Linked DNA regions of Sus scrofa: region 1 is linked to region 2. The links are chromatin contacts, called in public promoter capture Hi-C maps. All regions are on one chromosome and are shown on one strand. Each heading gives the region's core, a stretch centred on a gene start, on an enhancer-like site or on the middle of the called end of the contact. The rest is flanking DNA. Distances are from core to core; before and after follow the strand shown.

Region 1 (4,589 bases), core at 1,493-3,992, 61 kb before region 2:
GCCTGGAAGCTGCCAACCAGCATAACCAGCAGCTACAGGCCCAGCTGACCCTCATGGCTGTGCCTGGGGAAGGCAAGTGGCATGGCCCGGGGAGGGGGTGGGGGGCGTGGAAGCAGCCGAGAACTGAGTTAGAGGAGGCCTTTACAACAACGGATCCTTTCCCTCTGGCGACGGCTGGCCCAGGGCTGCACTGAGAGGTGGGAGGCAGAGCTGGGCCCCGAGCTTTCCTCCCGGCCTGCTCCATCTCTCTGGCCGGATTGTCTGAGGACCCTCTGGCTGCCCCCCTCCAGGAACTGAGCTGGACATTGAGGACGAGGACAAGGCCGGGGAAGCTCCCCGGCCAAAGCTGAGTGTGCCAGAGGAGCTGGATAGCCGAGAGGCCGTGGTGAGCTGAGCTCCCCTTCCTTGCCCATCTCACCCCCGCTTTCGTCTTGTACCTGCTCTTCTTCGTTTCCCTCCCTCTGACTCCTCTGGACCCCGAACTCCCTTGGGAGCCACTGTCATAGTCTCCCTGCTGGTCCTGAGTGCCCCTCCCAACGCACGGAGTTCCCTGGTGGCCTAGTGGTTAAGTATCCGACCTTGTCACTGTCTGGCGAGGCTTACATCCCTGGCCCAGGAACTTCTATGTGCCATGAGCATGGCCCCCCCAAAAAAACACATGCACACCTTTTGCCTGCAGGTGGAATTTTTTAACTCGGCCTTAGCCAGTGCCGAGGAAGAGCAGGCACGACTCCGAAGGGAGCTGAAGGAGCAGAAGCTTCGCTGCCAGCGCCTGGCTCACCTGGTAGCTCCAGCCCAAGATGGGGTGGAGAAGGAGGCCCCAGCCCCCGGGACCGAGGGGGACAGTGTGTCAGCCCCCGGGACCGGGGGGGACAGTGTGCCTGTGGAGACCCACCAGGCCCTCCAGGTGGCCATGGACAAGCTGCAGGTGAGCAAGTCGCCCCCACCGGGGGCCGGGAGGGGAGGAGCCTGCGGGCAGGTCGCTGCTGAGCCCCAACCCTACCATTCTGGCCACAGGGCCGCTTTACTGAACTCATGCAAGAGAAAGTGGATCTGAAGGAGCGGGTAGAGGAACTGGAACATCGCTGCATCCAGCTGTCCGGAGAGACAGACACTATCGGTGAGCCGGGAGCCCGGGGCCCGGGGTGGCGGTGGGGGTCGGGGGAGCCGTGCTGGACCATCCGAGCCCTGCCGCCCGCCCGCTCCCTGCAGGAGAGTACATTGCTCTCTATCAGAGCCAGAGGGCGGTGCTGAAGGAGCGGCACCGCGAGAAGGAGGAGTACATTAGCCGGCTGGCTCAGGACAAAGAGGAAATGAAGGTAGGGGTCCCGACCATCTCTGCAGAGGGGCGGGCAGGGCCAGGGCCAGGGCCAGGGCCGGGGTGGGGTTGCTGAGCGCCTGTCCCTCCAGGTGAAGCTGCTGGAGCTCCAGGAGCTGGTGTTACACCTGGTGGGCGAGCGCAATGAATGGCAAGGCAAATTCCTGGCTGCCCAGAACCCTGCTGGGGAGCCCACCGTGGCGCCCCCAGCCCCCCAGGAGCTTGGCGCTGCTGAGAACCAGGGTGGTGAGTAGCAGCCTCGGGGAGGGCGGGTGGCCGGGCGGGCCAGGGAGAGCTGGCACACCACTCCCCAGCCTGCCCCTCCCTCTCCCAAGGTCTCCTGGAGGTGAGCCTCTCGGACAATGTGGAGCCCACCCAAGGGGAGGCCCTGCTGGGCCAGACCCTCACCGAGAACCCCACCGCGCAGCAGATCATGCAGCTGCTGCGCGAGATCCAGAACCCCCAGGAGCGCCTGGGCTTGGGCAGCAACCCCTGCATCCCCTTTTTCTACCGGGCTGACGACAACGACGAGGTGAAGATCATGGTGGTCTAAGTGCCTGAGGCTGGCAGGCAAAGACCGGAGAACTGGGGCCGGGGGCTCTGCCCCCACCCGTCCCCGCCACCCTGTCCCTCCTCCCTGCCCTCCTTCCCAGTCACGTCGTCATCCTAGACTAGCAAGCTAATGCCCCTGGAAAGGGGAACAAGCCCCCCCCTCTAATGGGGGGAGACACATAGGTGCAGACCCCTGGCCGTCTTGGCCAGGGCTGTGTCTTGATCTCTGGACGATTAATAGTTCCAGAAAAACAAAGAGCCAGAGGCTCGGTAAAGACAGTTGATTTAGGAGGCTGCCCTTCTCGGGGAGCAGGGGCTCCCTGGTAGCCTCTTCACCCCCATCAAGCAGTCCTTCATTAAGAGGGGCTTATGCATCCTCTATTCAGAGGCACTTTGGGGCACAAGTGTCCCCCCCTGTCCAGCTAGACAACTGGGCAGCACTCTAATAGGCCTTGGGAAGTTGGGGCAAACCGAGGCCAGGCAAGGACATAAGCTGGTGGCGGAATGGGCTCCCTCCCCAGTGTTTATACTGTAACTGTGTAACATTTTGTATATTCTGGAGGTAGAGCAGCCCCCTGTATCACAGGGGAGGTCAGAGCTGGTAAATGGGGAGGAGTTTCCATTGAATATCTGGGGCTGGGGAAACTTATTTATTGATAACGTAGGATGGAGAGGAGGTGGAGGCGGGGACGGGTTTGTGCCCGGGTGAGTCGACTCCTGTTTCATTTCACTTTTTATTTCAGAATAAATGGATTTAGCCATACCGCCTGGCGCTTGCACGTGCCTTTCTTCCATCCCTGGGTCCTGGGGTCTGTGCTGTGAGCACGGAACAGGGAGCGGGGCCTGCCAGCAGAGGGCAGGCTTCTGGTTGTGCAGAGGCCCAGCGCGCCTGAGTCGGTCCAACGGGGCTGTTGGATCCTCCACGTTCTGTGCCCTCCGTGCGGCCTGGTGAAGCCAGAGGGCTGCTGAGGGGCGGTCAGGGGCAGGCCTGCCCTGGTGGCCGGGAGACTCTGAAGCCTGACCTAATCCCAGGCAGGGAAGGCGGCGTGCGCGGCGGGTGCGTGCTGGTCTCTGGTCCAGGTGTTTTCCACTGACCTTGCCCCTGGGGCGGCCCGTTGGACCCGTCCTTCCCCAGCGCCTGCCTGGCCGGCCCCCTGGCGCCTGGCGCAGGCTCACGGGCTGAGGAATCGGCTGACTCCAGGTGGTTTCCCAGTACGCCTGGCGAAGCATGGGGCTTTTTCCCGCCACCTCTTACAGCACCCTGGCAAGCGCCGGGCCCTTCCCCCACCCCTCACCCAGTGTTTAAACCTTTGCCTCCCCGGGAGCGCCACAGAGAACACAAGCCAGCAGAGGACACAGTGTTCCCCATTGTCCAGAAATGGGTTTTATTCTCAGCCAGGAGACAGCAAGACTGGTAGCGGTCAGAGAACCACGCAGCTGCCAGTACAGCACCCCCACGCTCGAGGTGGGGAAGGAGGGGACGGGGGCAGAGGGGCTGGCTGTCCGCAGGCCAGGCGTTGACAGGGCGGCTCATCAGAGGTGGCACGCTTTGGAGGGGATGCCAGGATGACAGTGCTCCCTTGCAGTCAGGCCACAAGACTCCTCAAGGGCAGCGTGGTGATTGATCCCAACACTAGAGGCGAGGCTGTGTGTGTGTGTGTGTGTGTGTGTGTGTGTGTGTGTGTGTTTGTACACGAGTATTTATAGATATTTGTAGAACGGGGCAGGAGCAACACCACAGAGGGGCACAAGTTTCACCAACATCGCGCCTGGATGTGTCAGCTCACCACTACAACAGACTAAGTCACAGATGAAGGGGGTGGCTTTGGGGCTGGGTAGCCACTGTCAAGTCACAGAATAGCCGTCCAGGCAGGCTTGGGAAGGGAGGTCTCCGAGGACTGGGAGGGATCTGGCTAGAGGTCGAAGGGGGGCCTGGGGCTCTCAGGACGGGATGGACTTGCCTGACCCGATCGGCTGGCAGTTGGCGAGAAAGCAAAGAGAGAAGGAGAGAAAGAGGGGAGGGGGGAGAGCTGGTAAGGCAAGGGCCTTCGAGCCCGGCGGTGGGGGGAGGGCGGGCGGGGCAGAAGACACGGGGAAGGGTGTGGGCCAGCTTCTGGAATAGAGGAGAGAGACGAGAAAGGGAAGGTGGAAGGAGCGGGAGATGGGCGGGGGGGCCAGAGCTCCACGGGGCTCTGGAGTAAAGGCTGGGACAGCGCCCCCCGCCACACACACTGGTCTCTCACACACCACCAGGCAGTGCACCCACAGCTCCAGACACGTGCTCGGCCCCCTCTGGCTTCCCTCTTCTCTGGCCCTCCTGTCTTTGAACCCACTGGCCTAGGGCCACCCCTAGCCCTGGGGAAACATGGGGCCATGAGCCCCATGTGACAGCCACCAGGCCTGATGGAGAAAGACAAGACAAAGAACACTGTTTGAACCAGGAGGGCAAAGCTACAAAGACTGGCTGGAGGGAGCGCTCGAGGCCCCTCTGGGTGGGCAGAAAGCCCAGGAGTCCTCTGACGGGACCCTGGGGAGGGAGGAAGGGCAGGTGGCGGGATGCCAGCGGCCACAGGCTTATAAGTCTAAGAGGGGAGCCTCAGGTGGCCGGGGGACTGCAGGTCGCGTAGGTGAGGCTGGGCCCTTCCTGCTGGGGAAAAGCAGAAGAGCAAGAGTCAGCGCGGGTGCATTGGCAGGTGGGTTCGCTGGGCGTTTGGGGGCC
Region 2 (4,758 bases), core at 474-2,973:
AAATATGAAAAAATCCTTTGAAATAATTCCTGAAGGCTGTGTGCCTTAGGAGGCGGACACCAATGCTTTATTTAGCTGTTCCCCAAAGTTGATTATTTTCCAGACAGCTATGATAAATCATGTTTCTGTGAGTGACTTGCTGGGTTTTGAAAAGACTTCTTTCTGATTATTTTCTTGGGCTAGATTCCTATAAGTGGGGTGACCAGATCAAGGGGCAAGGTGTTCAAGGCGTTCAAGAGTCTTGATGGAGAATTTGCAGAATGCTTTCTGGAAAGGTGAACCAACACAGGAATCCAGTGCTGGCTTCTCTACCTTTACCACCACGAACATTATTTTTAGCTTTTTGTACTTTGGCAATTTGCTAAGCTCGCCCTGTGCCAGGTGCCAGTGCTAAACGTTATGTAATAGCATCCTCACACATACAACTCTTCCCCCGGGAGGGGGTACTCATTTTACAGACGAAGAAAGGCTCAGGTCCGCCAGGGGCGCCTAGCCACAAGGCAGCGGGACCCCAATTCAATCCCGGACCCCTCCGAGGTCCCAGATAGATCTATCTGTTTGGAAGCCTGGGCGATCTTGACTTGACCCCACCCCTTCTTCCTTGGTTCTCACTGGAGCCGAGCGTTCTAATCTGGGTGGATACGATGCTGTCACACTCTCTTCTCTAGCGCTCCCTGCCCTCCATAGATAAAACCCAACTCTTCAGGCCCGTGTTCAAAGCCTGGTTGCCCTTCCGCCCAAGGCGCGAAGTCCCCTGAGTCTAGCCGCGCCCAGCCCTCCCGCCTAAGTCCAAGCAGAGTTAGGCACCTCTGTGCGGCCGCCCGGGGCGGCGGTAGAGCGGGTCCCGAGCTTTAGGGAAGCACTGGTCACATGACTGCAGTGATTGGTTGACACTCGGGTCTCCTTGGGTGGACCTCAGGTCTGCGCATCCCTAGCGCCACCATGCGCCGTGCGGCATGTGGTCTGCGCCTAAAGCAAAGTGAGCGCATTGCCTGGGGCTGTTAAGAGTTGAGGACGGCTTTGAGTAACTGCAAAGGGGAGAGAGATTGCTATTTAGTAACGCAGCTCGGTGACTCGAAGTGGGGGCCATTGGGAAGGGCGCCGGGGCGCAGGACGGAGTCGTAATTAAAGGGTCTTTGCTGGCAGCACCATTCGGGGGCAGGATGCGCGCCGGGTTTTGTTGTGGTTGTTTTAACCATTGAACTCAGCCCTCCTCACCCGCCCCCGAGTCAAATCCTAGGGGGAAAAAACAGTAACTTTCAAACCCACCTCCCATACCTTTTAGGGCAAATTCTTCTGCCCCGCTATGCCGATCGCCTTCTCGCCCGGTCTCAGTCCCCTAATGTACAGCTGCACGCCCCTCCCATCCCAGCCCCGCGCGGGGCCCTTGATCGCGGGACAGTGGCACCCGCGGGGAGGTCGGTTGGAGACGGTCCCCGCCAGACGACAGATCACTCTGGGTGGCGACGGATGGACTTTGGGCTCAGAGCAGCCCCTTCACGATGCGGAGAACGAGGGACGGAGGGTCTGCTCTGCTCAGGACCGCCTCGCAGCCCGGAACTAAGCCCTCCACTACCCAGCCGCTGGGTGAGCAGGCACCGCCCCTGCCGCGTTGCGGGTGCGCTGGGCAGGATCTCGCGACGCGGCGGGCGCCACCCGGACCTCCCGGCCTCCAGAGGGCGCTGCCTGGGCCCGGCCTGCAGACCGCCTTCGGAAGCGCCAGGCCCCGGCGGAGCTGCGGGGAGCCGGGGATCCGCGAGCCGGAGCCTCCCGGCCTGTCCGGCCTGCCCTGCCGCTGGGGCCTACGCGACCGCGGCGAGAGTGCGGGGAGGAGGCCGTGCGATTCCCGCCCTGGGAGGCGAGGGGCGCGGGCCGGGCACCGCTGGGGGGACGGCCGAAGACTTAGGGGCCCCTTGAACGGAGGCTGCGGGCTTCGCGGGCAGGTGGGGATACCGGATTTGAAGTGTAATGCTGGCTCGATCTGTAAAGGAAGGGGTTAGTGGAATGGGGGTGGGGAGTAGAGTGGAGGGAAGCCTGTCCTACTTCGTTCTTGGATGAAAGTGAAAGGTAGCGGCGGGGGTGGGGGCGGGGGCTGATGTTATTGACATAAAATGTGCGCTTGGGACGGGGTGGGCGTATCAAAGGGGTGTGAGTGGAGAGGGGCTGGCATCGGTACGCGATTGGCGCGGAGAATGGCCGAAGGGTGGGGTGGGAGGTGTATTTGTGTCGGACGCTCCTCCAGGAAGGACCGAGCGGGAGAGTTGGCGAGATAGGGGGCGGGGTCGGACGTTTGAAAGGGGGACTGTTGGAAAGATTTGGGGGAAATTGGCAGGAGGCGGGGGGGCGAACCCTTCTGCTGGTGGAATTGGAGGGGTTTTGAAAGGATGGGCCGCAAGTGTGGCCAGCTCTGGGCAGGACCGGGACAGTAGCTGTGAAACTCAGCCGCGGTATTTGAGCGCCGCGGGCTGGGAGTGGGTGACGGAGATCCGGCCTGACTCCCCCCGCCTTCCCTCAGCCACCATGTTCAACCAGCAGCAGCAGCAGCAGCTCCAGCAGTTCCAGCAGCAGCAGCAGCAGCTTCAGCAGCAACAGCTTCAGCAGCAGCAGCTACAACAGCAGCAGTTGCTGCAGCTCCAGCAGCTGCTCCAGCAGTCCCCTCCGCAGGCTCCTCTGCCCATGGCCGTCAGCCGGTGAGCTCCCACTGGAGGGGTGGGTGGCTTTAGCCCAGCCCCTCAGATGCATGCCTTGGTGCGTCCCCTCCCCCAAGACATTTCTCCCCGGAGCATCCCTGTCTGAGTCCTGGAGGCCCCTACTCCCCACCCCAAGGGGATCCTCTGTCTGCTGTAGAGGCAGGCAGAGAATGGAGGAGAGGGATCTCAGGGAGGAGGGAGGATCTGACTCTCCCAGTAACCGTCTGACTCCTGCTCTCAACACCCAGGGGGCTCCCCCAGCAGCAACCACAGCAGCAGCTCCTGAATCTCCAGGGCACCAGCTCCGCCTCCCTCCTCAACGGCTCTGTGCTGCAGAGAGCTTTGCTTCTGCAGCAGTTGCAAGGTACGGCCGCCGGCCCTGTCTCTCTCCATCCTAAGGGTAGCTCCTCAACAGCATTCAATGTCAAGTCCACACGGCAACCCTGAGAGGGAGCTACTGTCAGGGTCCTAGTGATGAGGACACTGAGGCTCTAGGAGGTGGAAGTCCCTCAGTTGCTCAGCTGAATGCAGGTCTGTCTGATCACGGCAGTGTGCCCTTGGCCATGGTGCCAGCTCCGTGGGCGCTACTCAGCACACTTTGCTGACATGCACATTAGAAGATGATGGGTGGAAAGGTCTATTTTGACCACCCTCCTTCGCATCTTGTTTGGCAGATGAGGAAGCTGAGGTTCAGAGAAGGAAAGTCATTTGCCCTGGGTCACACAGCATCAGCAGTGGTTGAGCTAGATGGAGGCTTGGGCCTCCTGACTGCCTGGATCACTGAATGGATGGATGTCTCTAGCCCTCTGCATTAAGCCTGAGCCCTTACCCGAGTTTTCCCCTGTGGAGAGCTGTCTTTCTGGCCTTCCTTCCAAGATGTGACTCCTAATACTTCAGCCACTGTGGGGGTAATCCCAGGGCCAGCTTGTCTTCAGACCCAGCCCCTCCCGCAGGGTAGCTGTGGCTGGCTGGGTGGTCCCCTCGGGACTGGGCACTGTGCCAAGGCCCTTACAGACTCAGTCCCTTGACTTTGCTGACAATACTTAGGGGAGATGCACTCATGATCCCATTTTGCAGATGAAGAAACTGAGGCCTAGGTGTTGACTAGGGGTCTTACTACAGAGCTGTGTTCTGAGACAGCAGGCTCTCCTGCCTCCCAGCAGGGTATGCAGCCAGATCAGAAGCTGCGGGCTTCGCGGGCAGGTGTGGATACCGGATTTGAAGTGTAATGCTGGCTCTATCTGTAAAGGAAGGGGTTAATGGAATGGGCGGGGGTAGAGTGGAGGGAAGCCTGTCCTACTTTGTTCTTGGATGAAGTTCCCTTGGGGCCACGTGGGTGTGGGTGGTCCTGGGAGATGGCTTATAAACTAGAGATGGACGGGTAGACAGATAAAACCACGCACAGGTACCCACAATGTATACATATTTTCTCACTCTTTTCCTTTTTTTTTTTTTTTTTTTTTTTTTGCTTTTTAGGACTGCACCCGAGGCATATGGAAGTTCCCAAGCTAGGGGTCGAATCAGAGCTACAGCTGCCAGCCTACACCACAGCCACAGCAACGTGGGATCCAAGTTGCGCCTGCAACTAACACCACAGCTCACGGCAATACCGGATCTTTAACCCACTGAGCGAGGCCAAGGATCAAACCCAAATCCTCATTGATCCCAGTCGGGTTCATTAACGGATGAGCCATGAAGGGAACTCCTCTTTTCCTTTTTTATTTTATTTTATTTTTTGTCTTTTTGCCTTTTCTAGGAATGCTCCCATGGCATATGGAGGTTTCCAGGCTAGGGGTCTAATCGGAGCTATAGCTGCCAGCCTAAACCACAGCACAGCAACGTGGGGTCTGAGCCGCGTCTGCAACCTACACCACAGCTCACGGCAATGCCAGATCCTTAACCCACTGAGCAAGGCCAGGGACCGAACCCACAACCTCATGGTTCCTAGTCAGATTCATTAACCACTGAGCCACAACGGGAACTCCCTTTTTTATTTTAAAAATCACATTCTTCCAAGGAATTTTTTTTTTAGGGCCACACCCATGGCATATGGAGGTTCCCAGGCTAG

The links. Promoter capture Hi-C pulls out the DNA fragments that hold promoters and counts their contacts.
Region 1: a contact with region 2 is called in a promoter capture Hi-C map of liver, with 4 times the contacts expected there. The contact joins the enhancer-like site here to the promoter of CIZ1 in region 2. A contact is called at or near these places in 2 of 5 promoter capture datasets (fetal skeletal muscle and liver), 19 of 47 Hi-C or Micro-C datasets (alveolar macrophages, brain, embryonic fibroblasts and 10 more) and 1 of 2 datasets of contacts at active chromatin or transcription factors (skeletal muscle).

Annotation. Positions count from the first base shown.
Region 1 is chr1:268,700,869-268,705,457 of Sscrofa11.1, reverse strand. DNM1 (dynamin-1) reads right to left here. Exons shown (of 23, transcript XM_005660471.3): 23 at 3,225-3,844. The coding sequence ends at 3,784. It overlaps GOLGA2 (golgin subfamily A member 2), which reads left to right. Exons shown (of 26, transcript XM_021069501.1): 20 at 1-72; 21 at 291-385; 22 at 680-928; 23 at 1,018-1,120; 24 at 1,213-1,319; 25 at 1,411-1,564; 26 at 1,654-2,633. The coding sequence ends at 1,871. Among named protein-coding and RNA genes, the nearest start is that of MIR199B, 12 kb to the right of the region's middle. Within about 2 kb of position 2,742, at least 6 of the 83 cell types and tissues checked have an H3K27ac peak or open chromatin away from gene starts, as enhancers often do. A contact at or near this core is called in liver, where this site is marked.
Region 2 is chr1:268,639,029-268,643,786 of Sscrofa11.1, reverse strand. It overlaps CIZ1 (cip1-interacting zinc finger protein), which reads left to right and starts at 1,723. Exons shown (of 19, transcript XM_013993898.2): 1 at 1,723-1,943; 2 at 2,516-2,690; 3 at 2,939-3,054. The coding sequence starts at 2,521.